Regions from separate parts of the Xenopus laevis genome. Here region 1 is linked to region 2. The links are chromatin contacts, called in public Hi-C maps. All regions are on one chromosome and are shown on one strand. Each heading gives the region's core, a stretch centred on a gene start, on an enhancer-like site or on the middle of the called end of the contact. The rest is flanking DNA. Distances are from core to core; before and after follow the strand shown. Region 1 has its middle 13 kb from the start of polr1f.L. Region 2 holds the start of ferd3l.L (fer3-like protein).

Region 1 (5,343 bases), core at 2,406-4,905, 160 kb before region 2:
CAGTGGGGTCACTAGATGTCACTGTTGTGTTATTAACTGCATGCACATTGCAGGGAATTGGGCTGCTTACATTTAGCCAAACCTTTCTGCCTGCCCAGTTCTGTTTTCCACATTTTTTCTCTTTGTCTGTCCTTTAAAATATGAATTCCTAGCAACAAGCAAGTGTAGCAGCTAGGGATACACCGAATCCAGGATTCGGCCTTTTTCAGCAGGATTCGGTTTTGGCCAAATCCTTCTGCCCGGCCGAACCGAATCCTAATTTGCATATGCAAATTAGGGTTGCAAAGGGAAATCGCGTGACTTGTTCACAAAACAAGGAAGTAAAAAATGTCTTCCCCTTCCCACCCCTAATTTGCATATGCAAATTAGGATTCGGATCGGTATTCGGACGAACCCTTGCAAAGGATTCGGGGGTTTGGCCGAACACAAAATAGTGGATTCGGTGCATCCCTAGTAGCAGCACTGTAGAATTAAAGAACACACACACCTAGTTAATAGAAGCAGAAACTTGTCGGACATAAGAGCTACTCATAAAGACGAATTTGATCCCTCCAGGTAAAGATGGGCAGCCTGCAGCTATTGGCTCCTGTAGGGAGGCTTGTGGTTGTAGTTGTTGCTCCATATGTTGCAGGACTGGCTGAATAGAAAAGAATGTATATAATATAATCTTAGTTGCTGTAATGTGGCTACATTCCATATACACAGATCTGGGACAGTCCATGCCTGTGCATACTGATATGAGCAGCGCTTTTTTTTTTACTTTTATTTACTTAAGACTTTTTATAAATTGAAATTGGTGCTAGCTTCCAGACATTCTCCTGTGGAAAAGTATGCCAAAGTTAATGCTTTACCTTTCTGCTGAACTAATTCCATTGGGCTACAAAGTATCTGCTTATGTAACATTATAGCCCTTTATGTTAGAATTTGTGAAAAACTTTTAATTCTATATATTCATATAGCGCCCATACTTTATGCAGACTGTTCCGTGCTGATCAGCCAATCTTATGCTTACTGTCTAAGGTCTCTGTTAATATACCAGAGTGACTTTAATATACAATAATACAAAAAAAATCTGATTTTAAAATTACTGCTGAAGCCAATCTGTCTGATCCTTCCTATTTCCCCACTGCTGATCCTGAATACAAAACCAGTGGGGCAAACTGGCCGTTTTCACACATAAATTCTGGGGGGCAGCATAGGACACAGGAGCAGGAAGACAGTGACACAGTCTTCTTTAAGGAAAACACAGTTTATTTTCCCACTTTTGTAACATAAACAGTCAAATATCAACAAGGGTGACCATTGTATCGAACAAACATAAAATAAAAACCTTGCGCACTGGCCACTATTTTCACACTTTAAAGCAGTCCCTGACTAGACTGGGCCCCTTGTGGACGACCAGAACAACAAACAATATAGTTTGGCTCACCCCTGTCCTCACAGGACTCTTTCCTGTTAGAGTTCAGCTTCCTGGCTTCCCTCAACTCTTGTAGCCAGTTCAACCAATACACAGTCCCGGTCACTTTCTGCTTCAGGCAGCAAGCAGCACCCCCAGCTCCTCTGGGAGTTCTTTACACAGCCAGGTCTCCTACCTGCTATGCCCTGCTGAAAGACACACTCTGCCATTTCAATTAACTTTAATTAGCCTATCCACAGGACAGCTTTCCTCTGGAAGGTGAGCTCCAATTTCCAGACTGGAATGGAATACCTGGCTACTAAAGTTAAACAGAGAATCCGTTCTCTGTTTAAAGACAACTCCCTTCCTGGAACCTCTCTCTGTACCTAGGGAGAAATTAAAGGCTAGAGTGACTTTTTTCCATCTTTTTCTAGTCACTCTCCCACACCAGCTAAAAGTCCTACTCCTACAATAGCTTGCATGCTCTGGAATTAACAGACCTGTGAAGGAGAATAACAGAAGGGTGCAAGGCATTGGGAAGCTACGTCATGGCCATAGAAGAGACAGTGGTGGGAATATCAAGGAGTAGACAAAAGATGTGTTCAGGACTGTGCATGTTCCTGCAGGCTCCATGTCGGTGTACAGACCCAAAGAGGATGCGAATGAGCAGAATATGGCGCCTGGGAACTCCACTGTGCTGCTCTACATTTTGAACTCGAGTTTCCAAATATGGGTGCCTTTCTATGTAATACACTGTTCTGGGAGGGAGAGGGTGCCGATAGAGGGCAGTTAAGAGGCTATTGTACCTCGATTTAGTTCTCCTTTAACAACATCAACAACATACACTAAAATATCTAAAGGGTGAAACTATTAGCTGGTGCTAATTTCCAACTTTAAATGCCAAGCTGATGCAGAACAAAAAAAAAACACATTAAAAATACCTACGTACACATATTCAAAGAACGCCAATGACAAATATGTAATGAAACTAAAATGTAAATTTGAAGTTAATTTTTTTCTCAAAAAACCAGCATGCTGAACTGTGTGTGTAGAATAAACATTGCACACTCTAAATAGTGGGAATATTCACAGTACTGTTGTACATTATGTGTAACATCTAAATGAAGGCCTTTAAAATTACATTAACTTTTTACAGCATTTTTTGCATTAAAGAAGTTGGGACTAAGAAATGAACTGTGACAAAGTGAATGGATCCTGGAAGGTGGTAAGTTTATGGCCACAGACCACACCATGCTCCAAGATCGTGGTTATTACTTTTTTTCATTTCAAGTTCTATTTGAAAGTCCAAACGTTCATCAAGGCCCCTCTTGGCTCATTAAATGGTACAGATATAAATGTATCAGTCATAATATTAAGAATATCTAAACCAGCCAATATGTATTCACTTCAAATTTCACTCTAACTGATGTTCAAGCTGGGCTTTTAGTTCTAGGAGAGCAAATGCCAATTGTCCTTAATTTTCAGCCTAACTGACCTTCAATCCGAGCCCTACAATAATTTTGTAAAAAAAAAAAAAAAAAGAATAGACGTAACAATCTTCTGATATCTAGGAATCTTTGTTCAGCAAAAGAAACCAAAAGCTGCCTCACTGTATATTTATAATTCAGCTATAATATGCACTCATGTTTGTTTGGATAATCTCAGTGCAGCCAATTCAATTGCCTTATGGCACTTACTTTGGAGTTGAGTCAAACCATTTCTCTTGGTGATGGAATGAGTCTCTCCCTTTCCTTATTGCTTTCTGGATGTCTTTATTAATTACCTAGATGAGGGTGGGGTGCTAAACCACAGGAAGTTTTGGCCGGCCTTCTAAAGGAGAAAGAAACAACCAAATTATGGCTCGCACTATAACATTTTCATCATCAATAAGTCTTTATTTAGTGTGCTAGTATAATTCAAATTATTTTTATAATGTAATAAGTTTCATGAACAGCTGAATACATGTTAATTTTCTTCTCATCTTAAAGTGACTATACAAGAAAAGATCAGTTGGATTGAGGGCCGCATCAACAAACTGATGCGGTCCTCGATCCGACGGGAATATCTGTTGCGGAAGCCAGGGTCGGATTGGCCAGGGCCCCTTGCTACTGCCACAGAGACCCTCCAGGCCTCCCGCCCCTGTCGCAACCCCCCTCCAGTCCCCCTTGTGCTTGTACCTTTTCATTCGGAGACCGGGGCAGGAGAGGGAGGTTGGGCACACCAGAGAGATTTGGGCGTGGAGCAAGTCTGGGCTGGCACAGTTTTTTCCCAGTCCCTCAGCTGGCCCAGTCCAACTCTGGAGGAAGACAGACGGAGGGCCCCGTACACTGGGCCAGCTTTTCACCCGTGTATGGCCACCTTAACACTGAGATAAGTAATGAACCAAATGGATCAGGACAAAAAGCTGCCTCTAATTGAAGTGGTTCAACAGATCATAATAAAAAGTCTTCCAGAATTGGAGCATTGGAACAGTACAGATTTCTTGCCACCAAAAACTTTATCACACTGGTGCTAGGACAGATCTGCCTGTGATGGCCTGGTGGGTAATTTTGTCCTAACTAATCAATGCACATACCAACTGAGCACTGCTGTTCTCCATCTTCCCCTCAGCCTACTCCATCTTCCACGCTGACAGTTGTCCTCCCATACAACAAAGGAAGGTCCCCATAGGCTTTCTGGCCAATTTCTGATTGAAGGAAAATCGTTCGATCAATGGATTAAAATCCTTCGAATCGTTCAATTCGAAGGATTTAATTGTTCAATCGATTGATTATTCCTTAGATCGTTCGATCAAACGAATATCAAGAGTTAATTAACCCTCGATATTCGACCCTAAGTAAATGTGCCCCGTACTGTACTGTGCTTTCTGAAATTCTGCATCATTTCTAGAAACATGCTATTTTTACTTATAATTTACTTGAGATTTGTTTGGCAGGGTTTTTGGGAACATGAATATGTATTATCTAATGCTCCATTGAAAATAGTAGACTGGGCGAGGTATTGTTTAGACAACTGATAAAACTCAGCTCAACACTGCAGAGCTGATAGCAAACATGCTGAAATAAAACAAGGACCTCGGCTTCAAAGGAGGCATTTAACCCGTATAGTATAGAAGTAGCTGGTTTTACTGGTCTTTCGCTTATTTAATTAGTATAAAGGTAAATGATGAATGTGCCAGTTACTCTGTGCTCTTTAATTTACTCCAACTTTTTCATCCTCATCTTACTTTCAGGGTTCCTCCAACCCTCCTTCATGCCCACTTGACAAGCTTTTTCCCTGAAAGAAAATAGAAGAGGGTGAATGAGAGGAAACAAGTGGAGACTCAACAAGAGATAGAAATGTAAAAGTCTGATGCCCTAGTACTTCTTGAATAAATATTAAGTTATGACTTAACTTGTCCTTCATTTTTAAATATAATATCAGCATATATCTCCCCACAGTACATTAACATGAAATAGGCTATTTACCTCTGCTTTTTAGATGTTTAACCTATCGTTGAACCAAAAGTCTCTGCATCCCCTAACGTATTTGGATGTCAGCAATCATGGGAGATGGTAGTTGCTGTTTAGCATCAGTGGTGGGGCTGCAGGTTGGATTTCCCTGCTCTGCATAATCCTTCCTGTTTATATGTCTGTATTTTTCACTTACAGGTCTAATGGTTGCCAGCTAGTGCTAGATTAATAAAATATCCTTTTTAATTAATCAGGGTATATGGGAAAAATAATGTTTTGATCCAGGCCATGGCTCATTACCAAATAATCCATTTTAGAGATTTACATCTTTCAGCACTTTTTTTTTTAAACATCCCGGCTAACACTATTCCTTGACTCCATGCGAGCTGGTGGTGCTCAGTCGCTACTATCCAAGATGATTTGCCCAGCTGTTTTTACAATATCCAGGTACTTTTACAATGGCCTCCATCCATACTGGGGATCTGTATTCTCTTA
Region 2 (5,679 bases), core at 1,961-4,460:
TATTAAATTAATTAAATTCAGTCAAAATGTATTCCCCCAATTTATTTCCCTACCATGCATGGCTGAATTTGCAGCTGGCCTGTTGGGTATTTGCTTTCTTTTGTTTAACACATAGAGAATTTTAGTAGGGATACACTCAATTGACGTGTGTCTTGTTTATTAAGCAAAACTGATGTATCAACATTTAAATCTGAAGTTTATCCATTTCTTTTGCACTAAAACACATGAATTTGAATCCGGGTTTCCAAAACGCAAATATTTGATATTTATAAAGCACAAAACATTAGACAATCTGGAATGCAGAACTTTATCATCTAAATGCTTGCAAGTTTATTGGAGTTGTCCTAGGCAAAATTTAAGATGTTTTTTTTTCAGTTTGTAGAAAATGATGCACTCAAGTTTTTTATTCGTGGTTTTGTTTGATCAGTTTTTTTAGATTACATTTTTCTTAGATTACATTTTCCTTAATCAATAAGCAAATAGAGTTTGGAAAAATTCCAATTTTATTTGAATTAAAGAAAAACTGAATTCTGATAAAAGGCCTCCCCTAGTTTTACAAAACCATGAAATTGCAGAACATTTTTTCTCATAATTAAAACAATTTAAAAAATAAATGAGTTTCAGAGGTTATGGATCTAAGCATATATTTACTGAAGTACTTTTATATAATGGTATCAGACCAAGCAAGGGGTATTCTTGGTGTGTGGAGGGAATACTTACACACCAAGATATTAGAATAAACTTACTTTGCCATAAGGCTTATTTTGAGCTGAAATATTTAATAGATGAGTGGCCAATTTCCATTTACGGCATGGGCATTTTAGTATTTACTAATTGTCCCTTGATTATTTTTATTGTTTATCCAACAGTCGTAGCAACTGGTTTTTTTTTTTATTAGAATATGTATATGTATATTTTTATATAGTTCATTCAAAGTTTACTCTGCCCCTTGAATAGCTGTTTGGCAAGAAACAATCGCATATGATTTAGCGGAAGCATAATGTCTTTCTATATTTTCCCACAATTAGGACACAGATTGCATAGTATTACAAATGTAACTCAGTTTACAAAATACAAAACCTGATTGCTATTGGTCTAAAAAGGAGTTTCCCATTTGACAGTGCATTTAATATACCAGATAAAATCACAAAAATATGAAGATAAGTTTAACAGATGGTGTGAGCAATTCAAAGCAGATCCAGTGGCCTTCCATATTTCTGTTATTTTGGTTAATATTCTTTATTTATAATGCACCAACATGATAGGTAGCAATGTCAATGGGTGTCAAAATAATGTTTAATGCACATCAATTTTTATGCGCGCGCCAAATTTATTTTGCCGCAGAGGATTTTTCAACGCAAATTAGTGTATGCCAATTTTTTTCACCAATCACTATTCCCAGGGGTGATCCTGGCCCCTCTGCCGCCTGAGGCAGCAGCAGTTGCTGCTGCCCCCCTCCCCCGAAAATTCGCTCTTAAAGTACCAGGAGCAGCATTTTTGCTGCCCCTGGTACCTAGTAGGGTGCTTCCGCCTGAGGTGACAGCCTCAACTCGCCTCATTGGCGAAGCACCCCTGACTATTCCCAGCATTCCCAACACACAGGCAAATAAAAAAAAAAGGAGGCAAATTTATTAAAACTTGTGACTGCATTTTTGTTGTGAATAAAAGGACCTTGAATATATTATTTTTCAGACTCTAATTTTTGAAATTCAGCAAATTAAAAAAAAAATTTGAATGTAAAACTTTACCATTTTTATATTTTTACAAAATTGTCAAGAACAGTTGAGAGTTCACAGATTCACAGAAATGAATGGGAACAGCGCAACTGCTTATTCTATTGTTTTCTTCTAACCAGTTTTTCCGCAAACACAATAAAAAAAAATGAATTAGAAAATTAAGAAATTGGTCTCCCAGTGTATCCTAATAGAAATGCAGCAACCCACTTAGATAAAATCCAAGAAATTAAAATTAAATTTGATGCCGTAGTATTTTTCTCTTTGCAGTTGTGCTCAAGTCTATTGTGTCTTCATTAATGTAAGTTCAGTCAGTAATTACTTTTCTAGATTTCTTGTATTTCTAGTCCTAGCAATAAGTTGTATTTTCCAATATGGATATCAGTTTGCATCCATGCAGCTATGGAACTACAACTCCACATTCTATAACAGCCAAAGTTTCTTATATAATGTTGAGTGTTTTTGTTCAGCAACAACTAGAGAGCAATAAGATAGCCATTCGTACTTTATACTAAATATGCATCAATATCTGAATTTTTCTCTGATGGATAAAATAGATAGATATGTGTTTTTTAGTTGTAAAATAGCTATTACTTTATATGAGTGTATACTGCTGCACTCTCATATAACTGTAAATAATGCTGGTGTGTTTTAAATCCCTCAAAGACATTGATTTCGTAGACAGAAATATAAAACATCTCGTGCACCATATCAAAACCTCAGCAATGTAGTGTTTCCTTATGGCTTAGTGTTTTTCAGTGGGGAGTTTCTAATACAGGCCTCTAAAGATGAAGCATGTACTTAGACTTCTTATGTCTAAAGGCGTTTACACACTTCCATTGTAATAACAGTGGTAACAAACTCATCTCCGAAACTGAAAGAAAATGTTTTACTGCACAGTTGGGTCCATATTTGAACTTATTTGCAGGATAAAGCTGGTTCCAAGAGTTACAATTGGGAATGCAATATTGGGTACGCTACACTGCTTGCTTAAGCAAATGGAGGTCCTGTCATTCAGCTGTCTCTGCACCGGGAAACAGGGTAAACATTTCCATTTGACCCTTTTCACACTAGACCCCTCTCCAGAAGATCATAAAGAGCAAGCATAGACTTATCTCATATCAACTGGAAAAGTCTTTCTCCAAAGTTCAGTCGTTCCAACAGGCAAGGCACAACAGTTCCTGCATGGAGCAGTTCTGGGATTGTCTACTTTGAAGAATCACTTATTTTCTACTTTCCCAGCGGGTGAGAACTGTCAGCTATACTAAAAAGAAATTCTCCTTCTTCACTTTAACAGGATTTAAAAACTCAACTGCTTTTCCACCGGAATATCCACGTGTCCTAGGTTTTTGTGTGTCTGTTTCTATCAACATTAGGATGAAACTATTTTTTCGCTTTTTTTTTTCCTTTTTAATCCTGTTACCTCCTTGGATATAAATATAAATGTTCACACTAGTTGGGCTGAAGGGGCTATTTCGACGGCTTGAAAGTATGTTTCACTATCCTAAAATGTACCAAACAGTAGAAAATTGTGAAACAGCAACAGGTGGAATTCCAAGTTTTATTAGAGTTTGCTGTTCATTTGCTTTTTGATTGATGCAAATCTGCCGGATTTTTTCTTTTTACAGAGAGAATCAACGTGCAATGATGAGTCCAGTTCAAGGTCTGAACCTAGGTGACAGTTTCTATGATTTTCCTTCATTTGAGGACAGATCCGTCTCATTCCATGACGATGTCTCTGCCATTACCAGATTTGAAGACGAAGAGACAGAATATGAAGAGGAATTCCAACTTTATTCTCCCACGGGTCGCCCCAAAAGAAAACGGGTGATCACATATGCTCAGCGCCAAGCTGCCAACGTAAGAGAAAGAAAGCGGATGTTTAACCTCAACGAAGCCTTTGATTTGCTCCGAAAAAAGGTACCCACTTTTGCCTATGAAAAAAGACTTTCCAGAATCGAGACGTTACGCCTTGCCATAGTATATATATCCTTCATGACTGAACTGCTGGAAACCCCTGAAAATAAAAAATAGGATGTGTGACGGTGGAGCCAGTGCCTATGCTAAAACAGATACATTCAAAGGAAAACCTGTTTATGAATCAACAGTAAAAGCTAGGTGGGTCCTTTCCCTTTATCTTTGGCCATTCTAGCTTTAAATTAAGATACTCGTATGGGATAGTGTTAATACAAGAAGGGGAACCGAGAAGAACAGAGTACACAGACCTATGTACTAATAGTAAACATAAATCTTTTTAAATTCTACTATTCTACATAAAAAAAATAATATGGTATATTTTGTTTAATATTGGATTTCAGTATATTAAAATCATGTATCTATTATCTATCTGCTTTAGTAGATAAACTGTAAAAATCAGAGAGACTTTATGTCGGGTGGACTGTTAAAAGTGTATGTTGTATAAAAATTAAATGATATTTTAATTGTAATCACATTTCGGCAACCATTACTCATTCCAATGACAAGAGTGCCTTAATAATTAGCTCCTGGGTAAAAAAAAAGTTAGGAATCATTTGAAAAAGAAATGTAATGAAAATAATGAAACCATATTAAAATAATCAAAACTTTTGATATATATTTGAATAATAATTTAAATGGTCACACAGCTTTTTTTCTAAACAGAAACATAGCTCGCTTGTCACATGACTGCAAAAAAAAAAAATGGAAATTACGTGCAAAGTTTTCCCCATTATTGGTTTTGACAAGAGTGATATTAAAAAGACAAGGCAGAATGTTTAAACAAGTGGCTGGTTTTTCATTTTGGTGTTGGCTCATAGTTGTCGAGAGCCCTGAGAAACCTCGGAGCCTCTCTCTTTGTGCTGGCCACTCTCGGGGAACTAATTGGCTTTTGATAGCTGTTGATGCTGCACTTACACCTGCAGGTGGGAGGGATTTAACTTCACAGGCCGAGGCAAAGGCAAGAAAAACTTAAATTATTTTGGCATTATCTGATAATGCCTCGGAGGTCACTGTAACAATGTGCTGGGAATAGGACTGCCCGCCGAGTCCATAGAAAGGAAAAACAAATAAAGTGGGGTTTTTATAACCTTTATAAATATATTAAAAAACCAGAGTAATTATTGTATACATTTCAGAAAACAGACTGCTGCACCACCAGAATGAATTTTACGCATAAAGAGAAAGAAGTCATACTGTATATTGGATATCTGACATATTGTCACTGCATACAGAATTTACATTAAAGTGATATCAACACAAGCTACAACTCTACATAATGAAAGAAAATGTAATACTAAGCAGATTTTTAATATACAGCAAAATGTTAAAACAGTTAACATTTTTTAGTAAACACAATTGCAATTGAAAAACTATTTGCCCTCTTAAGACTGCACTGCTGGTTCTTAATCTTGAAACAATGTAGCAGAAGTCACTTTCCTACAATTCAACCTCCCACGATGCCTTGCAGGCCTTTTGAAAAGTCTGCCTTCTGCTGTATTGTTTCAATAGTGAGAACCAGCAATGTAGAGAATAGCAATTTACAGACAGCTAGTGCTTTTGAGTACAGAATTTACATTAAAATAGATAACACTAGATACCATTCTGCATAGTGAAAGAAAATGTAATATTAAGCAGATTTTAATATACAAGTAAACATTTTTAGCAGTTTTTTAGTAAACATAATTGCAATTAAAAAGACTATTTATAGAAAAATAGCAATTCATAGACAGCTGGTGCTTTTAATGGCAATTTACATTTATAAATCAATTTAAAAACTATTGCAAATTTGGGATGAATGTATAATGGAAACTTACTTTCTTTTATAAGACAAAATTTGTATTTCTGAACTTACAACCCCTACAAATTCTGAGCAGAGAGAGATCATTAATTCATCACAATGAAGCCGTCATTAACTTGGAACAGTTTCCAGTTTAAAGCTTGATCTATAAATGTAAAATAGTGTTCATTA

The links. Hi-C and Micro-C count contacts between places; a contact is called where the count stands out from the background.
Region 1: a contact with region 2 is called in a Hi-C map of the XL177 cell line, with 6 times the contacts expected there. The contact joins the enhancer-like site here to the promoter of ferd3l.L in region 2. A contact is called at or near these places in 3 of 4 Hi-C or Micro-C datasets (the XL177 cell line, the XTC cell line and animal cap).

Annotation. Positions count from the first base shown.
Region 1 is chr6L:39,391,388-39,396,730 of Xenopus_laevis_v10.1, reverse strand. No RefSeq gene overlaps it. Among protein-coding and RNA genes, the nearest start is that of polr1f.L, 13 kb to the left of the region's middle. Within about 2 kb of position 3,655, at least 1 of the 7 cell types and tissues checked has an H3K27ac peak or open chromatin away from gene starts, as enhancers often do.
Region 2 is chr6L:39,234,624-39,240,302 of Xenopus_laevis_v10.1, reverse strand. It overlaps ferd3l.L (fer3-like protein), which reads left to right and starts at 3,210. Exons shown (of 1, transcript XM_018266961.2): 1 at 3,210-4,312. The coding sequence starts at 3,330. The coding sequence ends at 3,767.